Linked DNA regions of Mus musculus: all the other regions are linked to region 2. A link is a contact called in public Hi-C and HiChIP or PLAC-seq data. All regions are on one chromosome and are shown on one strand. Each heading gives the region's core, a stretch centred on a gene start, on an enhancer-like site or on the middle of the called end of the contact. The rest is flanking DNA. Distances are from core to core; before and after follow the strand shown. Region 1 overlaps Slc41a3 (solute carrier family 41, member 3). Region 2 holds the start of Chchd4 (coiled-coil-helix-coiled-coil-helix domain containing 4). Region 3 has its middle 15 kb from the start of Nr2c2. Region 4 holds the start of Rbsn (rabenosyn, RAB effector).

Region 1 (2,700 bases), core at 140-2,639, 850 kb before region 2:
AGACAGGAGCCTGGGGATGGTTGAGGTCCAATATTGTCAGCTTACATCCATAAGGTGGGAGGGATACCAGGGACATCAATGAGCTCAGAGCATCAGTCAGACCAAAGTGACATCAAGGACACACAAAAGAAACCTGGAGAAAGAGCCATTCTGGATCTGGGTGGTCAGGACATCAGCAGGGGTCAGGCCTCCTTTGTCATCTGCCTCAGTCTGCCAGGGCTGCTGTAGAGCACCTGAAGCCAGACAGTGTATCCCACAGAAGTTGACATTATCTCTAGGGGTTAGAAGTCTGAGATGCCAGGTGTTGGCAGTGTCGACATCCTAAGCCAGTAATGCCATTTCCCCCCTCCCCCCTGCTCCCCACATGGTCACCTCTCTTTGCATATCTGTGCTTGTGAGATACCCTACCAGTCTTGTAGGATTGGGAATCAGGGATCATCCTCCTATGACTCCCTTAGCTCAGCCCCTCTTTGAGGACCGTGTCTCTAAACACTGTGTCTTTACAGCTGCAGTCCCGTCAATTTGGGGGGACACACTTTAGCTAGTCTCTGTTGACCTTGTCTCAGTTCATCTTCTTCTCACCTGACACGCTCGGTCAATGGCTTAACTCTCATGGCCAGGGCTGTGGATGCAGTCCCAGGATAGAGCACTACCCTAGCTCAGGCAAGGCACCGGGGTCCATCCCCAGCACCGTCAGTCAGTTTCATGGCCAGAACTGGCTCAGCCCTAACCCAAGGTGGCATCAGCAGCAAGGGTCTGGGACCATGGAGTCAAGTCTCCCTTCCTCCCTCCTGAGGCATGCAACTGTGGGGAAGGTGGGCTGGGTGCTGGAAGTAACTCAAGCCTTGAAAGAGAGATGTGTAAATAGAAGGGAGAATTGGAAGTGTGACTGGGTCAGGAGAAGAAAGGGGTTGGGGACCATGGCGGAGTCATTAGGGAGACCAGCAGGGAGCTAGAGCAGGGGGCTAGGACAGAGAACAAGTTCAGAGGCTGGCCACCTCAAGCTGTTCTCCAGGGGCGAGGGCAGCAGAGAGTGATCCAAGAGCCCATTCACACACAGCAGGTCCTGAGGAAGAGAATGCTGTTGCCATGGCCAGCACAGCACTGAGCTGTGACTGGAGGAGGAGAACGGAAACTTGGTCAGGAGTTCCTGGCGCTGAGAGAGAGGAGAGTTGAAGGAAGAGACACAGAGTTTGTTCTGATGTGGGGCTATTAGATGTGTGGCCTTGTGTGTGGCCGGGAGAATGTGCACCAGGCTGTGGGGGAGGCAGAGGGTGGTGGGTGAGGGCTGGGGCAGAGGACATGCTAGGAAAGGACAGGGTGTGCCAGACAGCCCTGGTCAGGAGTAGGAGAGTGTGTGTGATGGTGGTGTGGGTGGTGTGTGCCCGAGGGGTGCGCGGGGCTGATAGGCAGCTACACACAGACCTGAGGCCCCTGCTGCAGAGAATGGGGCGGCAGTAGCTGGATTGATAAGGAAGGGCCCCTGCAGGTGGGCCTCTGCTTCCAACCGAGTTCTTCATCTGAGAGCAGGAAATCGCATGCATTTCTTAAAGGGCTAATGTCTATATTATGAAAGATCCAAGCAAAGGGATAAATGTGGGCAAACGCAAAGAGATCATTTTAGAGAGGGAATCAACATTATGAACAGGGTAAAATGTTCAGACTCGGTGCTAAAAAAGCAATGCACGTTAAGACTACATTTTGTTCCTACCCAGTGGGTAAATATATAAGATAAGACTTTTATAGAGCCTCTGACTAGTCCTTCTCTGTCATGCCTCCAAGGCACTGCTGCCTGGGGGTGACTCCTGCTTTCCCCAGAGGTGACATGTGTTTGTGTCTCTAGCTACTCTTTCCTGGGGAGATTGGGGACCGAGCCCAGGACCCCCTTCAGAAAAGAAGGAATTTGTCTTTAGGCCTAGAACCTAGAATCCCACAACCTTAAGGTCTTAATCCGTAGCCAGGCAGTGGTGGCACACGCCTTTAATCCTAGCACTTGGGAGGCAGAGGCAGGCGGATTTCTGAGTTCAAGGCCAGCCTGGTCTACAGAATGAGTTCCAGGACAGCCAGGGCTACACAGAGAAACCCTATCTCAAAAAACCAAAAGGGAAAAAAAAAAAGAAGATCTTAATCCGTTGAGGCCCTACTTAAATCAGATCTGGGGGTGTTTATCAGGCAGTGGGGGGAGGAAGTGGGGAGGGTCCATCACACGAACACCTCCTCTCTTTCCCATATTTCTCAACACATCCTAGCTACTCTGCCTTTTCCGGTGTTATTGTTTGTGTGTTAGATGCGGGGTCTCCATCAAATGGACTTTCCTGTTCTGGAAAGCCCAGGGTCCAGCAGGGTTCCGGGTGGAGCCTGGGATACCCTTGTCAAAGTGCCCCTACCAGTTAGTTTAGCAGAGTTTCTCCAGGCCTCCCAAATTAGGAGAAATAACTGAATTGGTGACTTGATCCAATGTCTACAAAGCTGTTGCTGCACACTGGCACATTTTCAGGCGGCGCTGGGCCAGACTACTGGCCTCCAGTCTAGCCCTGCCTTTTTCCTGGCCTCTGAGGATAGGAGGCAGGAGGGGGCCCACTGGAGGCCTCAGCTGCTGATTCGGTTAATGATATTTAAAGTGTCCTGTTTACTTAAAACACTTTAAGTTTTTCACTTTAAACGATTTAGGCCAGTTATGGGCAGCACACGCCTTTAATC
Region 2 (2,700 bases), core at 174-2,673:
AGAAGAATTTGAGTTAGGGGCACATACTGAGACTGTCTCAAAAACGGAGAACCACTAAACACATACACACACACCTTTTGAACCAGGAAGAAGACGGGCTCTATGTTGCATTAGCAGCTGATGGACCCATCCTCCTTCCTGAAAAACCCGAGGTCTGTAAATCCATCAAGAGGGGTAGAAATGTTTATCTGCATAGCCTCCTTAACTCAAAGACTCGTCATCAACCTACCAACTAGGTTGGAGGAAACAAAAGTCATCCTAGGAATCCGCCTAACAGTGCTGGGTCAAGGACTTTCGTATGCGGAACACCAAGTGCTAACCAACAGAAACAGTCCTCGGGAGAGGCACCAATGATGATGCTGGGAAGGAGGGGGTTCTACAGCGGACTGGGGCCTTCTAACTGGATGTATGGCCTTGGGTGGATCACTTCCTCCTTTGTACCTCATGTTCTCTAGACTTAAGAGTAAAGGAGCTGAGAATTCTGGGTGAACCAAGTCTCTCTGTAGCTTTGTATTCTCAAGAGCCCTCCAACTCTTTCCTGCCTTGGGCACGTGCTTCGTGAATACCAGAGTAAATGACGCCTGATCTCTCAATTTACAGGAGTGGAAACTAGGGCCTGGCGGGTTTGGCAGCTCAGACATAAGAAGCCAGTCAGTGCTGGGAGACCTTAGAGCAACAGATTGGTCTGGATTCTTCTGGGTTGCTGCTTACAGGTAACAACAGGTAGTGAGTGGTCCTCAACGTGGCTAGAAATGACGGAAGAAAGGAAGCTCTTTCATAGCGGGTCCCGGTTTCGTGACCTGATGTGGGTTCCTGGATCGAGTAACCTGTCTTAATTTTCCGTTTGATAAGACGTGGACAGTAAGGGAACCCGACATATAAAAATGGCTACGTTAAGTTTAAAAGCGTGCCTAGTACACAGAAGGCGCTCACTAAATGCTCCTGCCAGATGCACTTCAGCACGCCCACTCTAGCCCAAGCGGTAATTTTTCGGGATAGCTAAAAAGCCTGGGCGGGATAGAACCACGTGGGGAGTGCTAGGAGCGACGGTGTCTAATTCCTAACAGTCCCCGATTCCCAGCCAGAGACAACGTGCTCCACACTGGCCAGGCCCACGTGAGGCCCTCCGAGGCCCGGGTTCGGGCTTCACCTTGACCTTGGACCGGCCTCGTTCCTCACGGAGCCTCTGCCTCTCTCGTCTGGAAACCGCCGCGTGAGGCCCACTAAAGGGCCCACAGCCGCTCGGTGGAGACCACTTGATCGCGTGTCTCTCGCAGGCCCGTCCCGGCCGGTCTCCATGGCAGCGCCCGACTCACCTTCCTGCCGGCAGTAGGACATGGTTGTTCCCGACAGTCCTCTGCAGCTCGCAGAGGCAGCGGGCGCGGCTGGAGCGGATACACCTTCTCGCCGTGACCTCCCTCGCCGCTTCTCAGGCCTGGCGGGTGGCACTGAGGCCCGCACAGACCCGCCCCCTCCAGGCCTGCCCGCCGCGCGCCTGCCTCCGCGCGTCCTAAGCACCAGAACCGCTTCTCAGTCGAAAACTACACTGACCAGCAGCCCTTGCGCCTCTCCAACTAGACCGATACTACATTTCCCAGAAATCTTGCAGCGCGCACGCGCACCAGTGAAATACAGTGGTTTGTAATTTTGTGGCGAACGTGTCAGACGTCGGACTACATTTCCCAGCAGCCCTTAAGATGCGCACGCGCAGACAACTTGAGGCTTAGGCAGGGCGGTAACTTTTGTCCTGCGTCCCGCCAGGTCCTGGATTCCACGAGAAGTCTTGCAGCTCTGTGGCAGACAGGAGGTCACCGTATTCTGCGTTCCGGTCGTCAGCCCAATTCCTAGCGGAATAGAGCAAGACGGCGGCAGCGAACCAAGCCCACCATGGCAGCGAACGTAAGTGCTTCCTGATGCCCGGGTGACACCATCATCCGGGCCGCTTTTTCCCTGGATCCGCGCTGGGTCTTACAGGGGTGCTACCCCAGTGGGTGCAGCTGCCCTCAGCTCTCTGAGCTTCTCCATCTCGGGCTGCGCGTTTGTGGGCCTCAGCAATTAGTCGAGTCCGCTCGTGCACGGCTGCTTCTTCCACTCCTAGTTTCTCTCTGGGCCCCTGGGGATACGAAACTTGGGGAACTTGGGGAACTGAAGGACCACGGGGAAAGTGTCTATTGGTGAGCAGACTGATGAGGTGATCCTGCCCAGGTGGAACTGTCCAGCAAATGCTTCTTTGGTCTTCGCTCCCTAGGGGGTGTGTACTCAAAGGCTGTGTGATGCTACTGTAGCTGGACTAGCCTGGCTGGATGACGTGGAGAGGGAGACTTTTCTCTGCTGCCGGGTTCCTGGTGCACTGATTTGGTTAGAGCCCCTAGCTGAGGATAGTTCACCCAGACCTCTGGCCTCTTCCTACTGCAACTAGTCCTTAAGAATTTTCCTAGTGAATCTTAACATTCATTCAACAAACGGAGCAACACCACCTACTAGGGGACTGGGTGTGGGAGAAGCCGGTGAGTCACCAGTGCCTCTGGTGAAAGCGCCTCTGAAGCCATCTCAGGAGCACTGCCAGCCCCAGGCACACCCTTACTCCCTCCTTGGTAGAGTGTCACTACAGCCCTCCTTGGGCCTGTTACACCCTCTTCCCAGGCCCCTCCTCAGTCCGGCAGACTTCACCTCCTGGGAGGCCGGAGTTTGTTTCACCCA
Region 3 (2,700 bases), core at 89-2,588, 600 kb after region 2:
CCTACTGCATTAGTTAAGCTTCTCTAGAGTCACAGAACTTATGGATAGTCTCTTTACAGTAAGTAAATTTGTTATGATGACTTTCAGTCTGTAGTCCAACTCCCCAATAGTGGTCAGCTGTGAATGGGAAGTCCAGGGATCGAGTTGCTCAGCCCCACAAGGCTAGTAGTAGATCCAACAGATGTGCTGGCAAGTAAATGCAAGCAGGCGAAGAAGAGCAAATCTTCCTTCTTCCGAAATCCTTATGTAGGTCTCCAGAAGAAGGTGTGGCCCAAATTAAAGGTGTGTACCACCACGCCTGGATCTGGGACTTGTTTTTGTCCCAGGCTGACCTTGAACTCAGAGATCTCCTGGTCTTAGTCTCCTGGGATTCATAGCCACTATGCCTCAAGATCTCCATGCTAAGATCCAGTTCAGAAACTTGTATCTTCCAGCCCCAAGGTCTGGATCACTGGTGAGCCTTCCAATTCTGGATTGTAGTTCATTCCAGATATAGTCAAGTTGACAACCGGGAATAGCCATTACACCTACTTAGTTAGTAACTTCCCATGGATCTAATTGGTGCATTGCACATTATCAAGAGTACCCATGTGTGCACAGGAACAGCACAGTATGTGTAGCCAGTGCTGCTGCCATTGGGGCATTTGGGCTGCTGTCTAGGCAGTGGGAGCATCCCTGATATGCCTTGTAGCATTGCCCAGTGTCACTTTGCAGCTCTTTAGAGTGACAGACAGTACATCCCAAGGTTACCCAAGGACCTCTGTTCTTTTATTCTGCTTATTTTTTTAATTAAAAAAATTTTTGAGGGCTTGCTCTGGAATCCAGGGCCTCACACATGTGGAGCCAGGACTCTGAGGCCGGCCCACATCCTGGGTCAGGATGTTTTGTGTTTTCTACCCTATAACATCCTGGATCTGATACTCAAGTAGGGTTTTTATTCTGTGGGAATATTTACCTTGATAGAAATGCCTGGATTATCCATAAAACATAGCAGACAGAGTCACCAAGGCAGTCCCCAGCTGCAATGTGACCAGGCCAGGCCCTGCCTGTTTTGGACCTTTGTCACCTCTTCTTCTTTCTATAGTTCTCTGAGAACTGGTTTCAGGCTTATCTCTCCCTGGCCATTCATAGTGGCCAATACAATTACAGGAAGAACTTCCTTCTCAGGACAGTGACAGGACAGTTGGTGGTAGTGAGGCTGGCAGCCCTGTCCATCAGATCCCTCTCCCTGCATCTTCAGTGCCTTAAAGAACCTTTCAGGCACAGCCTTGCCTGCTCCCTGGGTGGCCTTGCTTGGTGGTGGGGTGCGGAGGGCAGTGCATTCATGGATTCCTGCATACTGCAATTGCTTTAGGCTGTTTGTCTGAAGAGATGGGAAGGAGTCTATGCCTGTCATTAATGCACAAGGGGAACAGCAGCGCTGGGTGGGGTGTAGGCCAGTTCTACAAGCATTCTGACATGTCAGGAGTAAGCACTGAGTCTTTCTGGTGATGCTGAACCTTCAGAGACAAACTCTGCCTGGTATGTGTGTGTGTGTGGTGGTGGTGGGAGGGGGAATGGGAGGAGAGTGATGCTGGCTTGCTGGCTCATCTGGAATCATGGCCACGCAGGCCAAGGCATGACTGCTTACCCTGTATCCTTTATCCAGCTTCTCACTGATCTGGTCACTAAGCAGAGAGGCCTCAGTGTGGCCCTGTGGCCACCAAGGCTGGGCCTGCAACCCAAGTTGCTTTCTGAAGTGAAGTAGGGCCAGCAATGGGCTGGCTTTCACCAGTTAGCATGTTGTTAACTGATTCAGCCTGCACTCTCTGGCTTCTGAATTCATTCTCACTGTCGGTGGGGGTGGGAGTCGGGGGCAGGTGTGTCCACTCAGGTGGCTGCTCTCTGCACAAGTCTCACATTGGCTTAAGCAGGTGGCAAACTAGCGTGACAATAGCAAGTCCCAAAGGACGGGAAACAAGTCCTTTGGCTTTTGTGACTTGCTGTGCAGTGTCAGAGGTGGTTCCCAGAGACTGGCTGACCACTGACTGCCTCTGCAGCTGGGACTACAGGCATTGTCTATTGCCACCAAGGAAGGCCAGGATGGCTTTTAAGAGCCAGCATGTGCTCAGTAGCCCTCACCAAGCTCCCTTCACTCCTATGGCTCCTGGACTAGTCACTGAGGAGGGACTACTAGGAGTGGCATGGGTCCAGGGATGACTTGGGTGGGTGAATGTCTCCAAAGGGCCACATGCTTGTGGTTTGCAGTGTGCTGCTACTGGTGCAGTGTGATGAACCTTTAGGAGGTGGGGTCAAGTAGGAGGCCCTTGGAGGGGAGGTTGTTCTCATACTCCTGACCCTGAGCAGTTTGCTCTCTGTGGGCTCCTGTCATTGCTATCTAGTGTCCTCTCCCCAGAGGCCCAAAACAAGTTCTCCTGATCTCAGACAAGAACGTCCTCCAGAACTGTGAGTTAAACCTTTTTACTTTATAAGTTAATAACCCAGGTGTTTTGTTATAGGAATGGAAAAGTAACTAATACCAGTATAAGAGGGGCTGGAGGAAGATGGTTCTTAAAGTGTTACTGTCAGTGTTTATCCTATGGACCACATTTTCTGGAAGATCACTAGTCTGGATTAGTAGCATGCAAGGGCCATGCCTTGCCATGTATTTGGGGACAATCTGTGATAAACTAGGTAGAGGTCAATTAATTGGATCCTTGC
Region 4 (2,700 bases), core at 51-2,550, 740 kb after region 2:
TTAAACATTTCAGGGCTTAATAACTTACATTTTCTGTCTTATTGGACTACAGCAAAGTCACTGTTGATGTGACCCTGAAAGACTCCTAACCATTGAGAACAAGGATAAAATCATTTCACAGAAGCAAAGAAATCTGTTTCCAAGACTTTAGAGGCCACATATCACAGCACAGAGTGGGAGTTTGTGTAGCTAGAATTGTGGTGTGCTGCAGAGGGCACAGAGGAGGGTACCATCTGGTCCTCAAAGGTGAAGGGTGACAGCAACTCAGAAAATAAATTAAACAGGACGCTAGGTGCCTGTTATTTCCTTTAATTAAGAAATTTGACAGGCGTGGGAGGCAGAAGCAGACAGATACCTGTGAGTTTGAGGCCAGCCTGGTTTACATGTCAAGTTCCAGGCCAGACATAGATACATAGTGAGACCCTTGTCTTGAGATTAAATAAATAAATCGAGAGACTACACACATGCAGACCCATCCCGGAAAGCATCTGAGGCATCACTTAAACAGCCAGCCTCAGGTCCGACCGGTTCTCTCCCCAGCCAGTGGCTGACAGGATCCTCTGGGTGTGACAGCTGCCTCCTCCCCGCCTGCAACTCATCCTGAAGAAAAAGTCAAACAGAAGTCGTCCCCGTGCACCCTGGCCACACATCGCAGCTCAGTTCTCACCCTGGAGAAACGCCCCTTACTCAAGGCAGGCTCCCTCCAGGATGCCTTCACAGCAGCTGCCTGGGGTGCCATAGCCTATACACAAGTGAAGTGACTAACACAAGACAGCAGCCGGGAAGGAGAGCCTGGGATTTTCGCCATCACCACGAGAACTCGGAGAGCGGGATAATAGGGTTCCGCGAATGAAGTGGGGGACCTTAACATAAAGTCACTTAATTAGGTGCCACCACAAACCACCGCAATTGATGCCGCAACCAGAAGGCCAGTTGTGCAAACTCTCGCCTCCAGACTGGATTGAAAAACCCAGCCGGGGGGCTCTGTAGAGATCCGCACGGCCACGCGCACCCGCGGGACGCGACTCTGCGGGACATCACGCAACACGTCACGGCGCGGGCAGAGACCCGCGCGGCGCCGAGGCCCGCAAAGCCTCATCTCCCGACCGCATCGTCATCTCAAACCACACGTCACACCCACCTCAGCCACCGCCGCGCTCTCTGCGACACCCTTTCTCACTCCCTGCGGCTTCCGACAGGCAGTCGGCAGCCTGCCTTTCCACCTCGGGTTCTGACTGCCGGCCTACGAGGTTCCTCAGAGACCAGTGGCAGCCATCGCCATCAGTGGCTCGGCGCTCGACAGGCGCGCCGGGCAGAAACCGGAAGACAGACTGACACGCGGCGGTCGAGCGCCGAGTCCTCGAGCGCACTGAACCTGGAAGAGGATGCTGCGCAGGCGCTGCCGCAACGGGGCGGGCCCAGTAGGAGGAGGTAAACTGCGAAGTTCTCTCAGGTCCTAGCAACACATCGATGTGAAACCCTACACTCGCCCTTCACTCACCCTATAGGTGGGGAAACTGAGACTTTGGCTCTTAAATAATGTGCCTGCAGCGCTAACATTATTTAGAGACCGTTAAAAAGTTTCTGAGATTTTTGCATAAATGCCTTAATACAGCGGTTGTTCTTCCAAAGGACCCAGGTTTGAAAAACTGCTTGTCTGCTACCTATATGCTCTCTTCTGGAGTCCATGGGCACTGCACATGTGGTGCACAGACATGCAGGCAAAACACACATACAAAATTTTGTTTTTTTACTTTTTTGTTGTTGTTGTTAAAAAAAAGTTTCTGAGTGCGAGAGACTAAGTTATGTTCAGCACATTGAGGAGACAGAAAGACGTGGAAATTGAGCCAAAGAAAGTAGAGACGTTGAGGAGTCGTGTCAGGGATTGGAAGTTGGCTCAATTGATCCTGGTTGGGACTCAATTTCCACCACACACCCATGCCTGTAACACCAATACTCTAAGGATGGAGGCAGGAGGACCAAAAATTTAAGTTAATTTTCAATTACATAGCAAGTTCAAGGCCATACTGGGATACATGAAACTCCATCTCAAAAAAGCATAAAAAAGTATGAGGGTAGCTAGATCTCTGCAAAATAAGTGGCATTTATGTATGAGTCAGGGTTCTCTAGAGTCACAGAACTCTATAGTCTATATAGTAAGGGAATTGGTGGATGACTTACAGTCTGTAGTCCAATTCCCAACAATGGTCAGCAGCAGCTGTGAATGGAAGTCCAAGGATCTAGCAGTCACTCAGTCCCACAAGGCAAGCAGTTGAAGAAGAGAGTGTCAATCTTCCTTCTTCCAATGTCCTTATATAGGTCTCCAGCAAAAGGTGTGGCCCAGATTAAAGGTGTCTGCCACCACACCTTTAATCCCAGATAACCTTGACTTGGAGATCTTCCTGTCTTAATCTTCTGGAATTCATAGCCACTGTGCCTCAAGATCTCCATGCCAAGATTCAGGTCAGAAACTTCTATCTCAGCCTCCAGATTAGGATCACTGGTGAGCCTCCCAATTCTGGATTGTAGTTCATCCAGATATAGTCAAGTTGACAACCAGGAATAGCCCCTGCAATTTACAAAAGACAGTATGGCAGATCAGTCATGTCTGAACCTAGCTGTACCATGCAACAACCACAGGGTACAGAGACAGACCCATCTGTTATTGAGGTCTGTTTGCTTTATAGCCAGCACACCATC

The links. A called contact is a pair of places that touch in the nucleus more often than the background predicts. HiChIP or PLAC-seq counts read pairs in DNA pulled down with a chosen protein or histone mark.
Region 1: a contact with region 2 is called in a Hi-C map of erythroblasts, with 3 times the contacts expected there. The contact joins the enhancer-like site here to the promoter of Chchd4 in region 2. A contact is called at or near these places in 2 of 484 Hi-C or Micro-C datasets (the G1E-ER4 cell line and erythroblasts) and 2 of 115 datasets of contacts at active chromatin or transcription factors (large pre-B cells and pancreatic cancer cells).
Region 3: an H3K27ac HiChIP or PLAC-seq map of embryonic stem cells shows a contact between it and region 2, with 6 times the contacts expected there. The contact joins the enhancer-like site here to the promoter of Chchd4 in region 2. A contact is called at or near these places in 6 of 39 promoter capture datasets (3T3-L1-derived adipocytes, embryonic stem cells, frontonasal cranial neural crest and 3 more), 1 of 15 datasets of contacts at CTCF or cohesin (embryonic stem cells), 1 of 484 Hi-C or Micro-C datasets (CD4 T cells), 7 of 115 datasets of contacts at active chromatin or transcription factors (astrocytes, bone marrow-derived macrophages, embryonic stem cells and 1 more) and 1 of 9 other capture datasets (embryonic stem cells).
Region 4: a contact with region 2 is called in an H3K4me3 HiChIP or PLAC-seq map of pro-B cells, with 3 times the contacts expected there. The contact joins the promoter of Rbsn here to the promoter of Chchd4 in region 2. A contact is called at or near these places in 2 of 39 promoter capture datasets (cranial neural crest and pre-B cells), 8 of 484 Hi-C or Micro-C datasets (CD4 T cells, CD8 T cells, effector CD8 T cells and 4 more), 3 of 115 datasets of contacts at active chromatin or transcription factors (microglia, pancreatic cancer cells and pro-B cells) and 2 of 9 other capture datasets (adipose tissue and liver).

What each region holds. Positions count from the first base shown.
Region 1 is chr6:90,621,867-90,624,566 of GRCm38.p6, forward strand. The region is part of intron 2 of Slc41a3 (solute carrier family 41, member 3); the gene reads left to right. Among named protein-coding and RNA genes, the nearest start is that of Slc41a3, 18 kb to the left of the region's middle. Within about 2 kb of position 1,390, at least 53 of the 459 cell types and tissues checked have an H3K27ac peak or open chromatin away from gene starts, as enhancers often do. A contact at or near this core is called in the G1E-ER4 cell line and erythroblasts, where this site is marked.
Region 2 is chr6:91,472,000-91,474,699 of GRCm38.p6, forward strand. Chchd4 (coiled-coil-helix-coiled-coil-helix domain containing 4) reads right to left here and starts at 1,424. Exons shown (of 3, transcript NM_133928.2): 1 at 1,317-1,424. The coding sequence starts at 1,338. It overlaps Tmem43 (transmembrane protein 43), which reads left to right and starts at 1,708. Exons shown (of 12, transcript NM_028766.3): 1 at 1,708-1,899. The coding sequence starts at 1,888.
Region 3 is chr6:92,076,028-92,078,727 of GRCm38.p6, forward strand. No RefSeq gene overlaps it. Among named protein-coding and RNA genes, the nearest start is that of Nr2c2, 15 kb to the right of the region's middle. Within about 2 kb of position 1,339, at least 5 of the 459 cell types and tissues checked have an H3K27ac peak or open chromatin away from gene starts, as enhancers often do. A contact at or near this core is called in embryonic stem cells, where this site is marked.
Region 4 is chr6:92,213,570-92,216,269 of GRCm38.p6, forward strand. Rbsn (rabenosyn, RAB effector) reads right to left here and starts at 1,301. Exons shown (of 12, transcript NM_030081.3): 1 at 1,142-1,301.